Regions from separate parts of the Pan troglodytes genome. Here region 1 is linked to region 2. The links are chromatin contacts, called in public Hi-C maps. All regions are on one chromosome and are shown on one strand. The core of a region is the stretch at or near the end of the contact, and the rest is flanking DNA. Distances in the headings are between cores, read along the strand shown. Region 1 has its middle 240 kb from the start of INHBA. Region 2 has its middle 120 kb from the start of GLI3.

Evidence for each region. A called contact is a pair of places that touch in the nucleus more often than the background predicts.
Region 1: a Hi-C map of induced pluripotent stem cells shows a contact between it and region 2, with 2.1 times the contacts expected there. The contact joins two enhancer-like sites. A contact is called at or near these places in 2 of 7 Hi-C or Micro-C datasets (induced pluripotent stem cells and stem cell-derived neural progenitor cells).

Annotation. Positions count from the first base shown.
Region 1 is chr6:47,443,262-47,446,372 of NHGRI_mPanTro3-v2.0_pri, reverse strand. No RefSeq gene overlaps it. Among named protein-coding and RNA genes, the nearest start is that of INHBA, 240 kb to the left of the region's middle. Within about 2 kb of position 1,617, at least 7 of the 24 cell types and tissues checked have an H3K27ac peak or open chromatin away from gene starts, as enhancers often do. A contact at or near this core is called in induced pluripotent stem cells, where this site is marked.
Region 2 is chr6:47,041,560-47,044,978 of NHGRI_mPanTro3-v2.0_pri, reverse strand. No RefSeq gene overlaps it. Among named protein-coding and RNA genes, the nearest start is that of GLI3, 120 kb to the left of the region's middle. Within about 2 kb of position 1,643, at least 1 of the 24 cell types and tissues checked has an H3K27ac peak or open chromatin away from gene starts, as enhancers often do. A contact at or near this core is called in induced pluripotent stem cells, where this site is marked.

The DNA.
Region 1 (3,111 bases), core at 368-2,867, 400 kb before region 2:
CCTGTCACCCACTGACTCCGTGGAAGAGGACTCCCTCCCAGCTGAGTGTGTGACCCCAGGGCCCACTCTGCTTTCCGCTGGAGGCAGCCAGTGAGTGGTAGACGCATGGGATCTGCCTTCACACAGTCCAGGCTCTGTCACTGACCAGGCAGATAGCATTGGACACCTGCCTGAACCTCTCTTCCCTTCCGCCCTTCAGATCCCTCATTTCCTCATTTTGGAGCCTCCTCTGGGGCACACGCTAAGACCTCTGGGCACATGGTCATCGCTATGACCAGCCCTGGCCCTCTCCTTTTGGGGGGCAATCAGTTACATGCTTCTTTTGGCACAGAGTTCATCTATATCCATGTTTGAAGTGATTGCCCGGACATGAATATAAGGGTCACTGCCTAACTCGCTGCAATAGTTAAAGGGAGTAACAAGAAGGGGGCCCTGCTGAGTGGTCTGGAGTGGGGTAAAATGAAAGGCAAACACACCGCCCTTGATGATTTGGACTCCTCTACAAGAGAGACTAATCTACTACATAGACTAGGACACATTCCACAGATGAGGAAACAGAGGCTCATAGAGAGTTCAACAACTGGCCGGGCGTGGTGGCTCACACCGATAATCCTAGCACTTTGGGAGCCTGAAGCAGGCGAATCACTTGAGGTCAGAAGTTTGAGACCAGCCTGGCCAACATGGTGAAACCCCATCTCTACTAAAACTACAAAAAAGTAGCTGGGCTTGGTGGGGGGCGCCTGTAATCCTAGCTACTCTGGAGGCTGAGGCAGGAGAATTGCTTGAGCCGGGGAGACGGAGGTTGCAGCGAGCCGAGATCGTGCCATTGCACACCAGCCTGGGGGACATAGTGAGACTCTGTCAAAATAAAAAATTCAAAAGTTCAACAACTTGTGCAGAGCCACTTGCTACCCGAGGACCCGTGACTCAAGCACATCGGTGTGGTTTAAAGTCCACCCTGTGGCTCCTCTCACGCTCCTCCTACCTCCGGGTCAAGGGGCGCTGATGTAAGGCATTCCGCTTGTGCCTTTCAAAATAAACAACTGCTTTCAAAAGACAAACGGAATTATACATAGACTAGGACAGTTGAAAAAATGCTGGATTCTGTCCCCGCAGGGAAGTGGCCGACCCGATGTGTGGAGGGGCTGGGAGCTGCCATGGCCCGCACAACCCGGCGCACCCCGCGGGCTTCACGCGTGGGCTTCACGCGTGGGACTCGCAGGCTCAGTCTGCAGGGGCGCTGCTGTCACCGCACCCGCCTCCCCAGCTCAGGCAGCCCAGGACTCCCTCTGGCTTATATGTAGTAAAAAACAAAGGCAGTGTCTGGTTCAGATCCAAGAAAGCCACAGCAGTGGCCACAGAGATGTTTCTCCAAGTCTCATATTGATGAATCCCAAGCATATTTGAACTGTTTGATACCCCCCATCTCCAAAGATGCTCTTTTTTAGCTAGTGTCCAATCCCTATATTACAGTTCCTAAACAAGAAACATTCCCCGTACTGAATCCACGTGGTTCTTTCCTCTTCAGCGCAGACAACGGAGGTGGAGATGGGCTCCGGTGCTCCCGCTGAACAGGGACGGTGCGCAGTCATTCCCCGCCTGCACCACGCGGTGGCAGCAGCAGCATGGGCTGAAGGGGCTGTTGGACGCGTTTGCAGCTCCGCCGGCTGAGAAGCCACTATTAAATGCCCTGCAAACTGGGCATTAATCCCCAGGCCCTCCACAAGTGTGGTGAGGGGAGTGTGGAGGGAGGGAAGGAGGGCAGTGGACAGTCAAGTCTTGGAGATTGTGCCTGATGGCTGAGTGTTCTGGAATAGGCCTGTTCTTTCTCTCATTGACAGGGGGAGCTAGAGCTGGCAGGAGAGGGCCAGGAATTTTTCTCTTGCTGACACTTTGCAACAGGTCTGGCCTTTGGACCCAGAACCCCATAAGACCAGGCCTGTTCTTTTGCCTATGAGACTTCCTCGTTCACAGAAGCTATGACTTCTAGACCAGGCATCGTTGACTTCTGGCCTCCTCCCTCTTCTTCTAAAATTTTCTCCAAAAAGCACACCCACTGGCCCCCCTGGTGTGTCCCCTCCAGCTCTGGTCCTCCAGGGCAAAGCCCAGACTCCTTCATGGGGTGTTTGGGGCCTATGCACCTTCACCCCGAGTTTTCATTCCTGCCAGTGCCTTATGTACATCCCGTCAACCTCCTTCCTGACCCTCATCTACAGAGGTCCACTCTCCCACCTCATACTGTCTCTTGTACCTTCCTCTCCACCTCTTCCTCTTCTGAAAGGGCCCCTCCCTAGTCAGTGTTTAACTCATGTTCTTGGAACCCTTCCCTGATGTCTGAACTGTTAATTATAACCTGTGCCACCTCCCTGGTGCCTGCAAACACTGCAAGACTTAACTCATCTCCTGCTCACAATGATTCAGTCATCTGGACAGATGAGGACACTGAGGCACAGATACATAAACTTGCCTGAGGTCCCAGAGCTAAGGAAGAGGCAATCTTAAATTGTCATCTCTGAGTAAACTCACATATTCTCTGCCTTGGAACTCAGAGACTGGGATTTTGCCACTATGTTTCTCTGTGACTGATTATGACCCAAACAATGTCATAACATCTTTTTTTTTGAAACATAGTCTCACTCCGTCACTCAGGCTGGAGTTCAGTGGCACAATCTCAGCTCACTGCAACCTCTGCCTCCCGGGTCCAAGCGATTCTCCTGCCTCAGCCTCCTGAGTAGTTGAGATTACAGGTGCACCACCACGCCCGGCTAATTTTTATATTTTTAGTAGAGACGCAGTTTCACCATGTTGGCTAGGCTGGTCTCGTACTCCTAACCTCATGTGATCTGCCTATCTCAGCCTCTCAAAGTGCTCGGATTTACAGGTGTGCACAACCACTCTCAGCCAATGTTTGTATTTTTAGTACAGATGGGGTTTTACCATGTTGGCCAGGCTGGTTTCAAACTCCTGAGCTCAGGTGATCCACCCTCCTTGGCATCCCAAAGTGCTGGGATTAGAGGCTTGAGCCACTGTGCCTAACCCCAAACAGGGTCATACATCTTGATTAGCAAAACAAGGAATGTGGAGAAGTGGTGAGGGTTGGGATCCCCGTTC
Region 2 (3,419 bases), core at 394-2,893:
AGGTTTTCGTGAAGGCTAAATGAGGTACTATTGGTAAAGTCTTAGGACATTGCTTGCTGGCACAGATTAATTATTTAGCACAGGAATGCAAATAATAAACAGTAATATTAAGAATGATAATCAGAATTTCATGCTTGCAGATGAGAAACCCACTGGGTTTGGGGTCCCAGAACTACGTTGGTCCCAGTAAGGACCCAGTGGGAGTGCCCACCTCTGTAACCAGAGTTACAGGGCAAACCAAAGAGTAAGGATGGTACTTCTCAAGTTTAAGCACCAGTCTGTGCATAACATCTCAGTCAGTAAGACAGGGCTCAGGGGCCTGACCAACACACTCGTGAACTTGGCCACTGCCATTCTGGTTTGGATTATCTCAGATGGCTTCTCTGGGCAACTTCCACTCTAAATTTGAAGCACACCTTGAGGGTGCTCATGTTGAAGTTCAAAGGAGTCTGGTAACTGATTAAAAATGTATTTCCCAGTTTGCAGCTCCTTCTGTTCTCTCTCTAAACAAGGAAATGGCCAGAAGCAGAGGGCCTCAGGAAGGTGACAGGAAAGGGCAGCCCAGGAGCAGGGTGGGGGTGGGGATGGGCAGTGTGTATTTTAGCTCAATTTGAGCCCTGTCTTGCCGACTCAGATATTATGCACAGACTGGTGCTTGAACTTGAGGAGCACCATCCTTATTCTTTGGTTGTAGATCTTGTGGGCCCAGAGCCCAACAGCTCTTGGCCATACCTGGCCTGGGTCAGTGCATGAGGCTGGGCATTGGAGGTTCGAAGATGTGCATGTGTTGGCTATGATTGAATGGATCCACTGCTTGCAGTTATCATTTAAATGATGATTGTTTAAATTATTCCTTGATCAGCATCTGACTGACTGGAGTCTCCAGTCTGGAACTGGTCTCCTAAAGTCACATTGCAGCCACCTAGAGCCCCTGGAGGCTGGAAGGGTTGAGCAGGAGTCTAGCAAGGCTTGCTGGAGTATAACTGCTCAGGGACACTGCCTGAATAAGGTCGCTCTTTGGAATTAAGAAAGAATAAAGCTGCATGGGCATATTATTTAAAAAAGCGTTGTGTTCTTTCAAAACAGAGTCCTGTGTGCAGGCCTTCAACAGACTGACACTGTGGATGATAATTCTTCATTGTTCAAATTTTTCCCAAAAACTCTGCTGAAATGTGGATCAGCAGCCACATCACAAAGATTCTCATTTGCTCCATTTGGAGAAACATAGAGTAGAGAGGTTGCCAGACAGCCTTGCAGCTTTGCAGCCTTGGTCAAGTTCTGGGCTTCTAGATGGGCATGGGATCTTGGGAAAGTTACTTCACCTTTCCAAGCCTCTGCTTTCTCTTCTACAAAATGGGGAAAATAATGCTTATTTCAGGGGTTTGCGAGGTGGATGAAAATAGGTACTGCAATTGTCCTTGGCACAGGGACAATGAACTCAGTAAGTGCTCAGTATAAGGCAGTTATTGATGGTGTTGATAGTAACATTTTATTAAATAATATAGTTGTGATAAAGAAGAAAAGTGATAGAGCCTTGAGGGGCATCAGGAACAGCAGTGTTCTGGGCTTACTAAACCATAGCTCCTTCAATCCTCACCCCATCCTGCCAGGTGGGTATTGTTAGGCATATGTGAAGTGGGTTGCATGTGTGAAGTGGCTTACATATTCAATGGCTAGGAAGCAAAGGAGCCAGGATTCAGACCCAGGGCTGTCTCACATGACAGCTCTTGCTGTTTCCTATAACAGTGCAGCACCCATCCCTTTCCCAAGTCACACAGAAAATTAGTCCATCAGCTGAGGTGTGGCTTGTTCTACTGGCCTCCCTCTGGGGAAAGCACAACCTCCCTTCTGGTTTAAGATGCTTTTGCTCTTATTTTCCAAGCATGTGCTTCAATCTCCCTGTATTCCTTCTTTACCTAATTAAGATGTACTCATTCTTTTCTAAGTGAGTTGAACTGTGACTTTTCTGATCTTCAGAGCTGGGCTAATGGACCTTCTTGAATTCCCAAACCAATTGCTAAACACAGCTCTTTCATCACACCTGCCTCTCTGGCTTGGAATAATCTATTTATAGATCTGTCTTCCTACTAGACTGTAAGCTCTTGGAGGGTTATGTTTATCCTTTTCCTCCAGTACCTAACATAGGGCCTGACCACTATAGAAGCTCCATATGTGTTTATTAAATTAAGCTAAACTTAAGTCGACTTGGAGATGTACTTTTGAAGTTCATGTTTTTCCTTTCCTTTATCTATAAATGTGAAAAAAAAACAGTGAGAATGATTTTGCTTTGATTATGGAACAGTGTTCATGTGAATGAATTTCATAATATTTCAATTAAATATTTCATAACTTAATTCCTAAATACATGTGCACACTGACCAAATGTGGCCCCAAAATATATTTAGTTTAAAGATTTCCAGCCAATACTTCAAGTTTTCCATGGTTTTCATGTTAAAAAAAAGTAAACCACACTCTGAAAAAAAAAAAAAAACTGAAGAAACACAAACTAAAAAAACTAGTAACTCCCTTTCTACTACCCTTTGATCTCAATTTCTAGTGACAGCTACTACTATTAATGTGGGTTATATCCTTTTAGACCAATATCATCCAACAGAACTCTCTGCGATGATGAAAATGTTCTGTAGCTATGCTAATTTCTACTAGCCGTTTGTAACTATTGAACTCTTGAAATGTGGGCAGTGTGATTGAAGAATTGAACTGTTAGTATAATGTAATTGCAATTAGATTTATATGCAAAAAGCTACATGATGTTGTGGTTGGCATGTTAGGAAGCACAGGTCTATCTCTTTGAATATGCAAGCCTATATTTTCAATATATACATATAGAATTTTTAAAACCACATTTATATTGGTCAAAAGGAATACCTGAAAACTGTTAGTGCCAGGAACTTGGTGGCTTTGCTCACCAGAGTTTGTTTGTAAGACCTAGTAGTAGTTTTGTCATTTTGTTCTAGGACCACAAGGGAATATGCTAAGAAAGATATGCACTAACAGGTGTGATGCTGGAAGTGGAATTCATGGTAGCTGAATTGCGACCTTTTGTTTCCTTTTTTCTTTTTAAGCTCTTAGTACAAAGAAATGCAGTCAGGTGGCAGAAGAATTTCCTTACTGTGAATGCTTTTAACTTTAAGGGATATTCTTTAAGAAGGTTAGAGAATTCTTTTCTCTAATGCTTATTAAAAATATCCTAAAAAGTCTTAATAATCTGGGGTGTTTAAGTATTAGTCATGCCCATACCAGGGGGGATGGGCCACGTGGTCTGTTCTACCAGCTTGATTCTGATAAATCACGGATTCCATTTATAAATCCTAGTGAGGTTTTTGGGAAAGAATCATTTTTCCTCTTTATGATGACAGTGAAAAAGCTGCTGAACAAATATGTATTAAATGTTGACTGTT